Linked DNA regions of Gossypium hirsutum: region 2 is linked to region 1. The links are chromatin contacts, called in public Hi-C maps. All regions are on one chromosome and are shown on one strand. Each heading gives the region's core, a stretch centred on a gene start, on an enhancer-like site or on the middle of the called end of the contact. The rest is flanking DNA. Distances are from core to core; before and after follow the strand shown. Region 1 has its middle 4.7 kb from the start of LOC107948169. Region 2 has its middle 26 kb from the start of LOC107948167.

Region 1 (7,036 bases), core at 1,456-3,955:
AAAATAAATCATTCCAATGCTTGTATCGATGTCTAAGCCATTCGTAATAAATTTGAATGGAACTCCTTCTGCAAATATAGCCAATCTTATAGCCGTTCCACCTATAGTCTAACAACTAAAAGACCAAAATAGGCATTTACTACATACTAAAGACATGTTTGAGTATCGAACTTCAAGCCCAATGGTCTTCCGCATATCAGTTTAATGTCTGGATCTCTTATGCCATCACACAATTTCCTTTCCCCATTCTAAAGGAAAAACCAAAAGTTAAAAACCTTTAGATGAAAAACTAATTTATAACTATAAAATAAAACAACAAAAACGAATAAGATAAAAAAAATGAGTAAGATGTGAATGTACCTAAATGGTGAAGGGATGGAAAATTCTTGCCAACCAAATTTCGGCTTCCATTTTAATCTTCTTCCGTCGGATAAACCGACATATGGTTCTTCATCTTTACAATCAAAGACAATACTTTCCGATCCAGCAACGCGATTAACATCGATTTGACTATAATTTTTTTAAAGAATACCGCCATTACCATCGATAACTTTTGTAAGATTGATATTAATATAATTTTCAAACGCTAAATCACCGTCACCATTAGATGATGAGATGGAAACAAAGAAAAATAAAACAACAATGTTAGAGGAAACAATTTTTTTCATCATGGTTGATTGTGACAGCAAATTCTATGAAACTAATGTATGATCTAATGATTGTGGAATTATATGTAGTTATAATATTGATGTGGGAGAAATAAAATTGAATTTCAATTCAAATCAATTTCGAAATTTGTGTTGTTATTCAAATTCTATGAAACCTATCATCAAAACCCTTTTTTTAGATCGACTTTTTATTTTAAAGATGAAAATGGAGTCGCCACCAATCCTTTTTATTAGGTGTGATCAGATCACCTCGTAATTTGATCATTTTAATAAAAGTTTAGATTTACTAAAATAATGATTTCTGGTCTACAAAATCCAGGGAATAGGTTCGAGAGTCAATTACGCATAAAGAATTATTAGCACCCTCGTAACGCCCAAAATTGGTACCTAGTTGATTAATTGATGTCTTAGTGTCGAGAATTAAAAATTTGAAGAGAATTTAAAACACAATCCCTCTTTGCATAATGTTATTTGATTAAGATATCACTCAACTAAATTAAATTTTATGGAAAAGGGCCTTATTTCGAATTAATCGAGAAAGAAATATCATACCTCGTAAGTTAGGACACGATCCCTTAAATTCTTGAAAACCAGAATAATCGTCATTTGATTGTTACCTAAATCTTCCTTTTTTTTGTTATTTTAAGTAGGTTATTTGATTACTTCAGTTCTAGGAAGATGCCATACTCCGTAAGTTAGGAGCACAACTTCCTCAAATCCCAAAAATAACGAACATTGCCTCGGTTCTAAATGTTTTCCATACGTTAGATAAAATGAATGTGACTTTTAAAACGATATTCATTTAGTTTATTTGAGCGTAGTGTAAAAATGGATAAATATATTTTAACAAGATGACATGGCGATTGGCAAAATGAAGTAACATAGTTGCGAGTAAAAATGATGATATTAACATGATAGATGAATAAATAAAATAAAATAAAATAAAAAAATGCTATGCTAGTGAGTAATAATAATGCAAATATAATGGAAGTAACAACACCAATTTATGGTAATAACAGCAATATTGTGTCATGATTACTACCATAATATTAATATGAATGATGATAATAATAATAATAATAATAATAATAATAATAATAATAATAATAATAATAATAATAAAAGGGATAAAATAAAAAGGCATATTAATAATAAAAATAACAAGGATTTTGAATGTTAAAATAAAAGATATAGTAAATAAAGAGGCAACATTAAATAAATGAGGGATTAAATTGAAATTTAAATCACATTTAAGGTATGTATTGCAAAAAAAGAAATAAATAAGTGGGTAAATAAATAAAAAAGGAAATAAAAGGCTAAATCGAAAATATAACAAAATTTAAAGTCTAAATCATAAAGAAAAGGACATAAAAGGATTAAATTAAAATAGGATATAATATATAAGGGCTCAAAAGGTAATTATCTCACCCAAATTTACACATGTCCTTCCCTTAATGGGTCCATAGTGGTCGAGGGATTAAATTGCACAAAAACAAAATAAAATAGCAAAAATAAAAGAAAAAAATAAGTAGTAGGACAAAATTAAAAAATAACAAAAAAAGTGGAAAGGTCAAAGCAATAATTAGCCCTCCCCTTTAAAAACGCGTGGATCTTAAGGGAGTCCGAGTCGGGTCATTGGGTCATACTTCAAAACAACGCCATTTTGGGGCTTCTGAAGCCAGGCCAAAATGAATTCGTACCAAGACCCTATATAAGTCAAAATTTTCAGAAAAAATCACTTCTTCTCCGTTTAAAAGAAAAAATCTCTCCTTTCTCCTTTTTTTCTTTGAATGCAACCCAGGGTCAGGCCATAGGGCCGTCGGAAGCCCGTAGTGGCCACCAGTACGTTTATAGAAGAAATGCAGGTGTGTTTACAATTTAATCTATGTATTTTCATGTCAAAATTTAACTGAAATTTAATACTTAAATTGATGAGTATGTTTATAGAAGAAGTTGATTGATGGAATACCGCCACTTAAAAATATTTGAATGATGAAAGAGGGATTTCCACGGCTTCTCCTTTCTCAATTGTTGGCCAATCAAGATTTGCCACATGGCCACATTCTCGACCATCCACTTCCATAAGAGGAGATGTGTTTTAATTATGCCTAATGGCATATTTGAAATGAAAAATTAATACCTAAATTGGTGACTGTGCTATTAGAATGACTTAATTAATACAAAACTGATACTTTAAAGACTATTTTAAAGATTGGGATCAGTGTATACTCTAAACTGTAGTTTGGGAACATTTTACTGAACTTACCCATTTGAAACTTGATTTGATGATGAACAGGGGATTTTCATGGCTTCTCCTTTTCCAGCCACGTGGCAATGTTCTTAGTTTTCCTTTAAAATAAGGCACGTGATTGAAGGAACTTGCAAGTTGATAGAGTGACGTGCAGATCCTTGTCTTCCACGTGTTCCAGACAACAACGTGACAGATAAAGCCATAGCAACGTGTACTCGATAATAACTCCACCCTCTGAATAAATTAATATTTATTTTCAATTAAATAGATCAAATTTTTAATTTTCAAGTTCAGATTATGACAATAGAATAGATTTATATTTATTTTAATCTCGATCGAATTTTATTTATACACATTATTTGATAATTTTGTTCATAACTTCGATTTAAACTTATAAGTAACTTTCTCAATTCTATTTTAATTCGTCTTAAAATTTTAAATAAGGCATCATAATTAAATAAATTTTACAAAACTAAACCAAATGTACATCATAAATCTTATAAAATTAAAAAATTTGTAATAAAATATGTTGTAAATATTCATAAAATTAAAATGTGTTGTAACTTGTTATAAAATTAAGAAATTATAATTAAAAGTAGTTATATAATTGAAAGAGAGTATACATTAATAAATATATAGGGTCAAGACAATGAAATCCATCTAAAGTATAACTTTCTTATCTAAAAGTATCATAGAGGCCTCTCTATTAAAAGTTTGATTGTATTTTGTCATTTTTATTTAATAAATAGTAAAATTAGTTTTTATATGTTAAATCAAAGAGTAAATTAATCTTTTTTGTTAAAAATTTCATCAATTTGTATGGTTAAAAACTGAGTAGCTAATGAAATAATCAAACAGTGATTCGAGATGTGCTACATGTACCTCATGCTGATGTACATAAATCAATTTTTAACAGTAAAAATAGACGAAATTTGATGTTGAGAAAATTGGTCCCTCTAAAAAAATTAGGAGTAAACGTTCAATCGAGTCGAGTGAAATTTTTTTTAGTTAATTGAGTTTACAAGTCCTATTTTATCATCGTAACTCAATTTGAAATATTTTTGAATTGATTCGAGTGAAATGAAATTTGAGTCGAGTCAAATCGATTGATATTATTCGAGTTAATTTAAAAAAATTAAACATATCAAATAAAAATATTGTTACAGTATAACTAATTCCATGTTAAAGTACACAAATTTCAAATCATATATATTTGAAAAAAATTCAAAGCAAAATAGTAATAATAAGATACTTTAGTATGATATGAATCATTAATTAGGTCCCAAAATTATTATTTTAGTTTTTTTTAAATTTTAACTTTTTTATATATATAGTAAATTTTTTATAATTTTTTTAAAATATAAAATATAAAATTTTTATAAATATTTTGAATCTTAAAAAATATTTTAAATTTTTGAAAATTATTTTGAATTATTTTGTAATTTTTGTTGTGAGAGAGACCAATTTGCTTATTTTTAAAGTTGATAGTGACCAAAATGGTATTTACACAAATCTATTATTCGAATTGTGAAATTAAACCCGACTCAAACTTGAAACTTGAATCAAGTTTGTCGAAACCATTTTTTTTAAATCGACTTTTTGTTTTAAAAACAAAAACGAAAAATGGGAGTTGCTACCAATCTTTTTTACAAGGTGTGATCGGGCCACCTTATGATTGATCGTTTTAATAAAATGTTTTGATTTACTAAAACAACAATTTTGGTCTACGAAATTTGAGAAAACGGGTTCAGGAGTCAGTTACGTACGAAGAAGGATTAACACCCTCGTAACGCCCAAAATTGGTACCTAACTGATTAATTAATGTCTTAACATCGAAAGTTGAAAACTCGAAAAGATTTCAAAATACAATCTTTTTTTTATTAATGTTGATTTAAGAAAATGCTTGAATAAATTGAAACGAGCATTAAAGGCCCTCTAGTCTCGAGATAACAAAATGTCTCATCTCGTAACTTAGGACACGACATTTGGACCCTCGAAAATAAGCTTGCCTTTTAATTGTTTTATTTTAAAAGTTGTATTTTTATTTTTTAAAGGATATTCGATTGTTTAAATCTAACGAGAAAAATCGAAACCCCGTAAGTTAGAGCACGACCCTCTCGAGTTTCTAAACGCAAAATATTGCCTTTATTTTTTATTTAAAATTCATGCATTTTAATTTTAAAAGAATATTTGGCTATTTAGGTTTAACGAGAAAATCGAAACCCCAAAGATTAGGGTACGATTTTTCGAATCTCCGAAATGCGAAATATTGCGTATTTTTAAAATTTCTTTTTATGAATTTGGGTAAAAAAAACTAATGAAATATTTAAAATGATATATGTGTATTTTATTTGATTTTATTTAAAAAGAAATTGTTTAAAACGTAAAAAAAGGTTACACATAGCTAATAATGATAGTGCAACATACATTTGAAGTAATAATGACATAATATGCATAATAAAATATAACATATATAGCACTGATATTAACAAATCATAATGCTAACAAACATAAACAATAATAAGAATGATGCAAATGATAATATAAGTAACAACAATAATAAAAATAATAATATAAGTAACAACAACAACAACAACAACAACAACAACAACAACAACAACAACAACAATAATAATAATAATAATAAATCTACAATTTGAAAGTTCATAAAAAATAAAATAAATCAAGCCAATTTAAAAGGGAAATAATAAGTAAATCAATAATTAGAGCGAATATAAATCTAATTTAAAAAAGAAGTTAATTGAATAAATAAATAAAATATTAAACAGAATATTAAATAAAATAGTTTTTTTAAATAAATAAATTAAATAGACTAAGGACGAGATTGGAATCGAACTTAAATTCGGAGTACAAATTGTAAATAATAATAAAAAAAAGCTATCAAGGACCAAAATAAAGCGCGCTTGAACTATTGAGGACCAAATAGGAAAATAATCCAATACCCTGGACACGCGTCCCTTCTCTAGGGGATCAGCAAGCCAGGGACTAATTTAAAACGCACAACAAATTCTGTGGTCCAATTTAAAGAAAAAATAAAAATAAAAAAGGACTAAATCAGAACAACCCAAAAAAGTGGAAGGACCAGGTGGATAAATATCCCAAAAGGCGAAAACACGAGGATCCCCCTTGGAGTGAGTCGGGTCGCCCGTGGATAGGCCCTAAATGGCGTAGTTTTTGCGCCTAGGTCCCTAGCTGAAAATGGCGTCGTTTTGCTTCTTTATTTAAATCAATTTTTTTTAAAAAAAAACTTCATTTTCTCACTTCTTCTAAAAAAACATAAAAAAGCTCTCAACCTCCTCCCCCTCTCTCGATTTCGGATCAAGGATTCAGCCATCGGCCACCGTGGCGGCCGCCGGCAACGGCGCCGCCGTCCACGGTGGCTAGAGATAAAAATGGCCATTTTCAGCCTTTTTTGACTTCTAAACCCCCAAAAAAATATCATCTTTCATCAGAGATGGCAACCTCGGCCTAGCCCTACGACGGCGTGAACGCCAAAAGGTAAGATTCAGCCCTATTTTATTTTTGTTATTTCTTTAAAAAAACAAATGAAAAAGGATAAAAAATAAAAGATATTAAAAGAAAAAACTACCTCTTTAGCCTTTGTTTCGATTTGTTTTTTTTTTCGTATTTGAATCTCTGTGAAATATTTTTGTATTCAATATCTCGTAAAAAAAATTACAACTCGTTTGTGGTGGCTTTTATAGTCGAGAAAGAAAAAAATACAAAGTTTTTCATTTTTTCTTCGTTTGCTATTGTGTTCTTTGTCCTGTCTGCAGGTATGGAGGCCATAGGCCAGCTGTGTACGGAGGTTGACGTGGAAGAGGCAACGGCGCGCCTAGAGTTTCTGTTTCTACTGTTTGGCTAAAAATTGTTTAGGTCTTCGGCTTGTTGGGCCACTAGGGTTTTTATTTTAGGCCTGTTTGGGCCGTATGTAAATGGACTTTGGACTGTTGAAATTATTTTGATTTGGTTTTATCTTTTTTTTTGTTTTTGGTTTCTGTATGGGCCCGGGAAAATTGGGCCTATTACAACTGCCCCCTCTTTCTCGTTGTCGTGTAACAAGAATAGAGGAAAGACTTTTAAGAAGGACCAATCT
Region 2 (7,036 bases), core at 1,273-3,772, 90 kb after region 1:
CGAAATTTTCAAAATTACAGTTAAACTAAACTAAACCCTATTTTCAAATAACCTTGCAAATTCTTAAGATTAAGAAGCTAAATTAGGGGTTTTAAGGTTTAATGAAAACAAAGTGAGTAGAGTTGTTCATGAATTGGACCTCAATTTAATTCAAAAAAAATCAACTTTATTTTTCAGATATTAATAAACTATTAAAAACATAATTTCTCATATTAATATATATACTATAATTAAATTTAAATTTAAAAATTTATTATAAAAATAAACTTCAAACCTAACTTGAGGTAGAAAAATCCTTAGTCAAATTCAACCTAAATTATACTAGTTCTATTGAATCGGACCAACTACCCAAGTTTTGAACAACTCAGCCCTAATTAAGAGTGAGTTTTTTTTTTTTTTAAGAGGATAAGATACAAATTGCATGTAAATAAAATACAAGGCAGCTGAGCAAAGCTGATAATTGGAGGTATATCAAGAAACCATGTGAAAAAGACACAAAACAAGTGGAAGGTAAGATGTCAAATAAATTAATGGCTTTGTTGGCTTCTACGTTAATTCAAATCACACGTTTTATTTATTTCTTACCACATAAATAATAATGAATTTTATATATTTCCAACAAAAATAAATAATGTTATATATGAATTTTAATCTAATATGTAATGTCACTCATGAATTTTGATTTTGTGCAATTTTATACATAAAATTTTAGTTTGAATTAATTTTTACGAATCACTAACAACATTATCGAATTAGCATCATTTTACGTTGATATATTGGATATACAATCAATTATATTGATCCAATGTGAAAATAAATATATGTATTTATTTCTTTAAATGTGTAGAATTGAATCAAAATCAAAGTTTTGTACATACATATGAACCACAATTCAAGTTTCATGCGTATGATTACACCAAATCAAAGTTCATATATCAAATTGCATGTTGAACCAAAGTTCATGTATAAATTTTATATTTATACGAGATATATTACCTTTTAACTATTGATTGGTGTTGATGTAAAAGTTGTTTTAAAGAGGTACTGTGGTTTTTTTTTACTATTGTGGAATTTGTGATTAATTCTTTTTACTTTAATTTACATAATTTTAGGAGTGAAATTAGAATATTATTTAAGGATCGAAATTGAATAATAAATTTTTTGGATGATTAAAATATAAATTTATCATTTTATTATTTTGTAATTACATAAATTGTAAGGGACTAAAAAGATAATTTTATCACGCAGGGAGGGGGCTAAGGTCACTGGCTGCCCCTTCGTTTCCCCTTTTCATAATTTGATTATCTAATTTTCTAATATTGTTAGTAGATTCGAATTGATAATACCGTTAAAGTGTGGCTACATGACTACTGTTTTATTGTTTTTAGGTCACATAGTTGGTATTGTGTGGAAATTCAAGATTATAAAAATAAAGGATTAAAGAAATTAAATCACAAATTTTAGTGTAGTGTAGGGACGAAAATCGGAATTAGACCATTTCAAAAATCAATTAAAGCCCAAAGGCCAAAAATTTTTGTAAGGTTAGGCATACGATTAGTATCAAATACTATTAAATTGGGACTTGAATATTTATTAAATTTTTTACCCTAAAAAATATATTAAATTACAAATTTTATTAAGGGTCTATTTGAACGGCACAGAATAATTAAATGAAAGTATAATTATTATGGTAGTAATTATACTCTCTTATAATTACAAAGAATTGTAATTCTCTAGACATGTTTGGTTGATATAGTATAATTACATCGTAATTCTTTATGTCATGTTTGATTGTACAAATCATAATTACACAGTTACGTAATTATATTTTTAAATATATATTAATTATTATAAAAAAAATTAGGGTCTTGTGCTCGTCTTATAAATTTCTCAACTAACATTTCTCAAATGGCTTGATTTAAGGAATTCAACCTTGAATCGAGTCGTTAAATGGGTTATAATAAAAAAATTATAATATTTTTATAAATATATTATTTTTATAGTATATAGTATGGACGTATAAATAAATTATGCATTTTGTAAATAAATATATTGTACAGTTCTATAAAAAATTCTTTTTTTGGTCATAACTTCATAGATTTATTTTAAGATTTAAAAAATATACTTTTTTTATAACTTTATAAAATATACAAATAATTTTTATGATATATTTTTTTTTAAGATTTATAATACAATAATTTTTTTTGTCATAACTATGCTCATACTTATAATCTAATTTTTATAACTTATATAAAAATAATTTTTAAAAATAGGGTTTTTGTATATTTACTCTAATTCTCACGCTTTACCTAAGAATTGAAAGATGTAATTGGGTGCTCCATTTACATACAATTCGATAGGACCTATCAATTATAATAATTATCTAAATATATGACTATTATGTAATTATAAGTACCCAAATTCAATTATTACGTAGGTTTCATAACACTGCGTAAGGAATTTTATACATTGTGAGTTTGTGCCTTCAAAAGTTGGGTCTTCCATATTCTTTATATTTTGATAAAAAGAGGCCCAATTTTCATATTCTTTAAATCAAAACCCATATGCCTGGACCACCCTATGCTCTCTATTTCCATCCATTTGGACTAAGAAAAAAACAATGTGAAATCTAAAATTGTTTTGATAATTGTTTATTCAAAAGTTAAAAATTGGTTTTAATTTAATTCAACTATTTTTTTTATTTTTTTACTTAATTTAAAATCTTTTGATGTAAAAATAAATATTTTGTATTTAAAATATTAAAAATAACCATAACAATATTATATAAAATAAAATAAATTATTTTTATTTACTTGAAAACTTAATCTTTTTAAAAATATTTATGAACTTTTTTAAAAAAAATTATCAAATAATGTTGAAAATTCATAAAATAAATTTTGTTTTATCAAAATAAAGTAAAAAAAAATTAGAATAAAAAAATAGAAAATCGAACTAAAATAAGATGGTTCAGTATTTTAAAAAATTCGACCAAATTGAATCGTACTCGTTTTACCATAAATATATTTTCGTATAATTAACCTCTTTAAAATTATTAAAATTAATCTTTTTGATTTATTTGCCAAAAATGAGCAAACATACTAGGGTTTACAAGCAAGTAAAAGACAATAACAGAACCAAAAAAAGCCCCCTCATGAATATCCTCATCAGTTTTTTTTTTGTCATTTGAATCGGTATCAATTGGATTAAGAATAGTTCGGTATATCAATCTTGATATAGAGGTTAAGTCACTCTCTAAGTGAACTACTCACATCGGGTAAAAATTAAAAATTGAAACAAAAATAAAAAGTGGTTGAAACGGTTAAATCGTGTTTTCTTACTTTCTTTTATAATTATTTATTGTTAGACTAACGATTGAATTGAGAATCAACAGTTTGACTAATTCAACCACCAATCCGATTATTAAATATTGGTCAAAACAAGCAAACCAATAATTACAAACAACATATAGAATTTGTATGTATTTATTTATGATAATGTAATTGAAAAAAGGTGTAATTAATAGATAGTAATCATACATTCTTAGAATTGTAAAAGATTTTAATTTTTTAATCTTGTTTAAAAGTCATCATGGTTAATTGCCACGCGTAATTTTTTCAATTTTCAACCTTGAGATATGGATTGAAGCAAATAATTGAGGTGCTCAAATTACATTCTATTCAATAAGATCAACTAATTACAATAGCTACTAAACAATGTGACACAAATGTAATTGCTTATCTCAGTTACACCTAATGAGACTCACTAATTATTATAGTCATCCATGCATACATATAAATAAATTACAAATAGTTACATGTAAATTTATATACTAAATCAACTTTCCAAACATATCAATAAATACAAACAATATAATTAATTAAATTATTTGTTTGTAACACTTGCTAATATCCCTTTTAATATTTTTTTAAATCTAAACCAACTTTCTTTTTATAATTTTTAGGCACAAGTATTGTGGAGGCCTACTTATTAAGAGTCAGATTGGATTTTGTCCTTACTTAAAAAAAATGGAATTATTATTCTGATCAAAGAGCAAATTGGTTCTTCTATGGAGGCCCTTGTACTAGGAGTTAGATTGCATTTTATCTCTTCTACTCAGAAAATGAGCAAATTAGTCTTTATACATTAAATCAAAGAGCAAACTAATCCTTTTGTTAAAAATTCTATCCATTTCTACTGTTAAAAACTGGTCCTTGTAAGTCAGAATAAGGTATACGTTGTATGCTACATGTAATTGTCTAGTTATTCTATCCGTCACGCTAGTTTTTAATAGTAAAAATTGATGAAATTTTTAATAGAAATGATAAATTTACTCTTTAATCAACATACAAAGAATAATTTACCCATTTTTTTAATAAAAAAATAAAACAAAATCTGATTTATAATACAATAACTTTCATAAAATTTCACCAAAATTGCAAGGCACACCCTACCTCAAATATCTTAAAAAACCCTAGGGTTGGTATCTTAAATTTTTTTGTTGTGTGGGGGATCCCCTTCCATAAGAAAAATTGAGCACTAGGCCAAAGGCCAATCAAAAGAAACACAAAGTGAAATTGGTCTCCACATGGGGTGTACAATGGACATTCACCCCCAAAGAGCACACTTTGTCCCACACCAATCATCCATTTCCAGTAATATTATTATCTCCCTAAAAGCCTCTAAAATTTTCTCTAGTCAACCCCTCTCTCTAATTATTTCTTTTTGGATTTTGGGTACTTTTTTAAAATTTAAAATTAATTCTTCTATTTTTCAAAATTTTAAAATTTAAGTTTAAATGTTAATTTTTTAAACTTTTTTATTAAATTCAAAGTATTCACGACGTCATTTTTTTTAGTTACATAGTTATTAAATAAGTATCTTTTTCTAATTTTAAAATATCACATCTAAAAATTTAATAAAAAAATAACAATATTAACAATTAAATTTTAATTATGAAATTTAAAAAGTAAAATAACCAAAATTCTTAAAAATAAAATATTTTAACCAAAGAAAAATGAGAACAATTCATTAAGATTCTAGCAAGATACAATAGCTTTTCTTTTTCCACTTTATATAACTATACATTTAATTGATTTACTTAATTTAATCTAAAATTAACATATTCATAATTTTTTTTACAATCAATATTTTAATGATTCAATAATTGAATTTATCAATATAATTAAATTTATTATGTACATAAAAATTTTAAATCAATCTAATATTTTTGTTATATTAATATAATATAATGCCTTTTTCTAATATATCTTTGATGTCAAAATTTTTTTACGTTAAAAAATAATTAAATATCGTAAAAAATTATAAGAATATGTAAAATTACTATAATTGATGCCATTGTTTATTTAATTTATTTTTTATAAGATAATTATGGATCTAATCTCTAATCCTAAAGGAATCTGCTGGATTAGATTGAAAAGATTATACAAGGTTAATGCATATATATATATATATATATAAAAGAATAATTATCTTAGGCCTAAAGAGTTGCAAAGAGCCAATTTTTTTTATTGGATTAATTAAATTTCAAGAATCAATATTACTGATCATAATACACAAATAATTAACATTAAAATTAATGATAATTTCTTTTCCTATAGTCAACATGTGCGAATTTACAAAGAATATTTCAATGCAGTATATATTTAGAATTTAATTCCTTTGCTTTTTTGGATTGTTAATATTATCATCAACTTTTTTATTATATGAGTATTAAGTCAGTTTTTTTTTTAATTTTAAAATGTCTTTTCAATGAATTTAACTCTAGAATTTTAATGGTGTTAACAATTAAACTTAAATTTGAAATTTGAAAAGTATATAGGAGATTAAATTCTTGAAAATAAAAGTAAAAAGACTAAATTTCAAATGTATGAAAAGTATATGGACTTGAACCATATTTTAACCAAATATATAAATAAAAAATTTACGTAGTTATCACTGTTTCTTATTAAAGAGACAGCTTGAAATTTTTGACCAGCCATTATTTATTTATTCATTTTCGTCCTTCAACTAGAATATGATTTTTTTCCCCTTAATTTCTCTGCGGGGTTATTTTTTTTAATTTAATTTAGTCAAAAGAGTTGCTTATAATCTTGAAAAGATGCAAAGTTAGAATAAAATCTTCATCTTTAAGCTTAATTAAAATTTTGTTCTACAAACATCAACTTGCCCCTCTCCTCTAATTATTATATAATAATGTTATGTATGCAGTATATATATGGATACTGTATAGACTTGGTTGATTAAAATGAACGATCTAATAGTATTTTAAGTTATAATTCTATTTCTAGTCGCTGTATTTTTTCACACATTTGAAATTTAATTTCTCTAGTGTTAATTTTATTCATTTAATCACTATATTATTTTGATTTAATAATTGAAGTTCAAATGATAGCATCGAAAAAAAAATTCATTAAACAAAGTTGTGTGTGAAAATTTTAAAATAAAACAATAACATCGTTTTAGAAAAAGAGAATAAAAGTCGAAACTTTTTTTAATGTTACAGTTAAGAAACAATGAAAATATTAATTAAAGAGGAACTCAACAACAATTTGTGTCTGAGGTTCATTTATATTTATTAGGGTTTATCTTCTAACTGTAGCGACGTAAAAATTTCGCTTTCGGTCGCTAATTGAGGCGATTATTTGAAAATTTTAAAATCGACTTTCGATTTTATTAAAAAAGGGAGTCGCCACCGATCTTTTTTCTAGGTGTGACCGGACACCTAATAAATCATCCTTTTTTAGAAAAGAAAACTTATTCTTGCACAAAAATGAAGGCCGAATTTAGGTCTACGTCAAAAGCCAGAGTAACGTTGGGTTCGGGAGTCAGTTACGCGCGAGGAAGGTATTAGCACCCTCGCGACGCCTAAAATTGATATCTTATTAAACACGTGTTGTCTTGATTTTCAAAAATACGAATTCAATTTGACATTTAAGTGTGATCCGATTGAAGGAAATGAGAAGTTGTAAGTTTTGGGTTTTTTAGAAGGATATCCCGTTTTTAACACGAGCCGACT

The links. A called contact is a pair of places that touch in the nucleus more often than the background predicts.
Region 2: a Hi-C map of leaf shows a contact between it and region 1, with 5 times the contacts expected there. The contact joins two enhancer-like sites. A contact is called at or near these places in 9 of 34 Hi-C or Micro-C datasets (anther, callus, fibers and 2 more).

What each region holds. Positions count from the first base shown.
Region 1 is chrA12:81,545,571-81,552,606 of Gossypium_hirsutum_v2.1, forward strand. No RefSeq gene overlaps it. Among protein-coding and RNA genes, the nearest start is that of LOC107948169, 4.7 kb to the left of the region's middle. Within about 2 kb of position 2,706, at least 3 of the 9 cell types and tissues checked have an H3K27ac peak or open chromatin away from gene starts, as enhancers often do. A contact at or near this core is called in leaf, where this site is marked.
Region 2 is chrA12:81,635,504-81,642,539 of Gossypium_hirsutum_v2.1, forward strand. No RefSeq gene overlaps it. Among protein-coding and RNA genes, the nearest start is that of LOC107948167, 26 kb to the right of the region's middle. Within about 2 kb of position 2,523, at least 1 of the 9 cell types and tissues checked has an H3K27ac peak or open chromatin away from gene starts, as enhancers often do. A contact at or near this core is called in leaf, where this site is marked.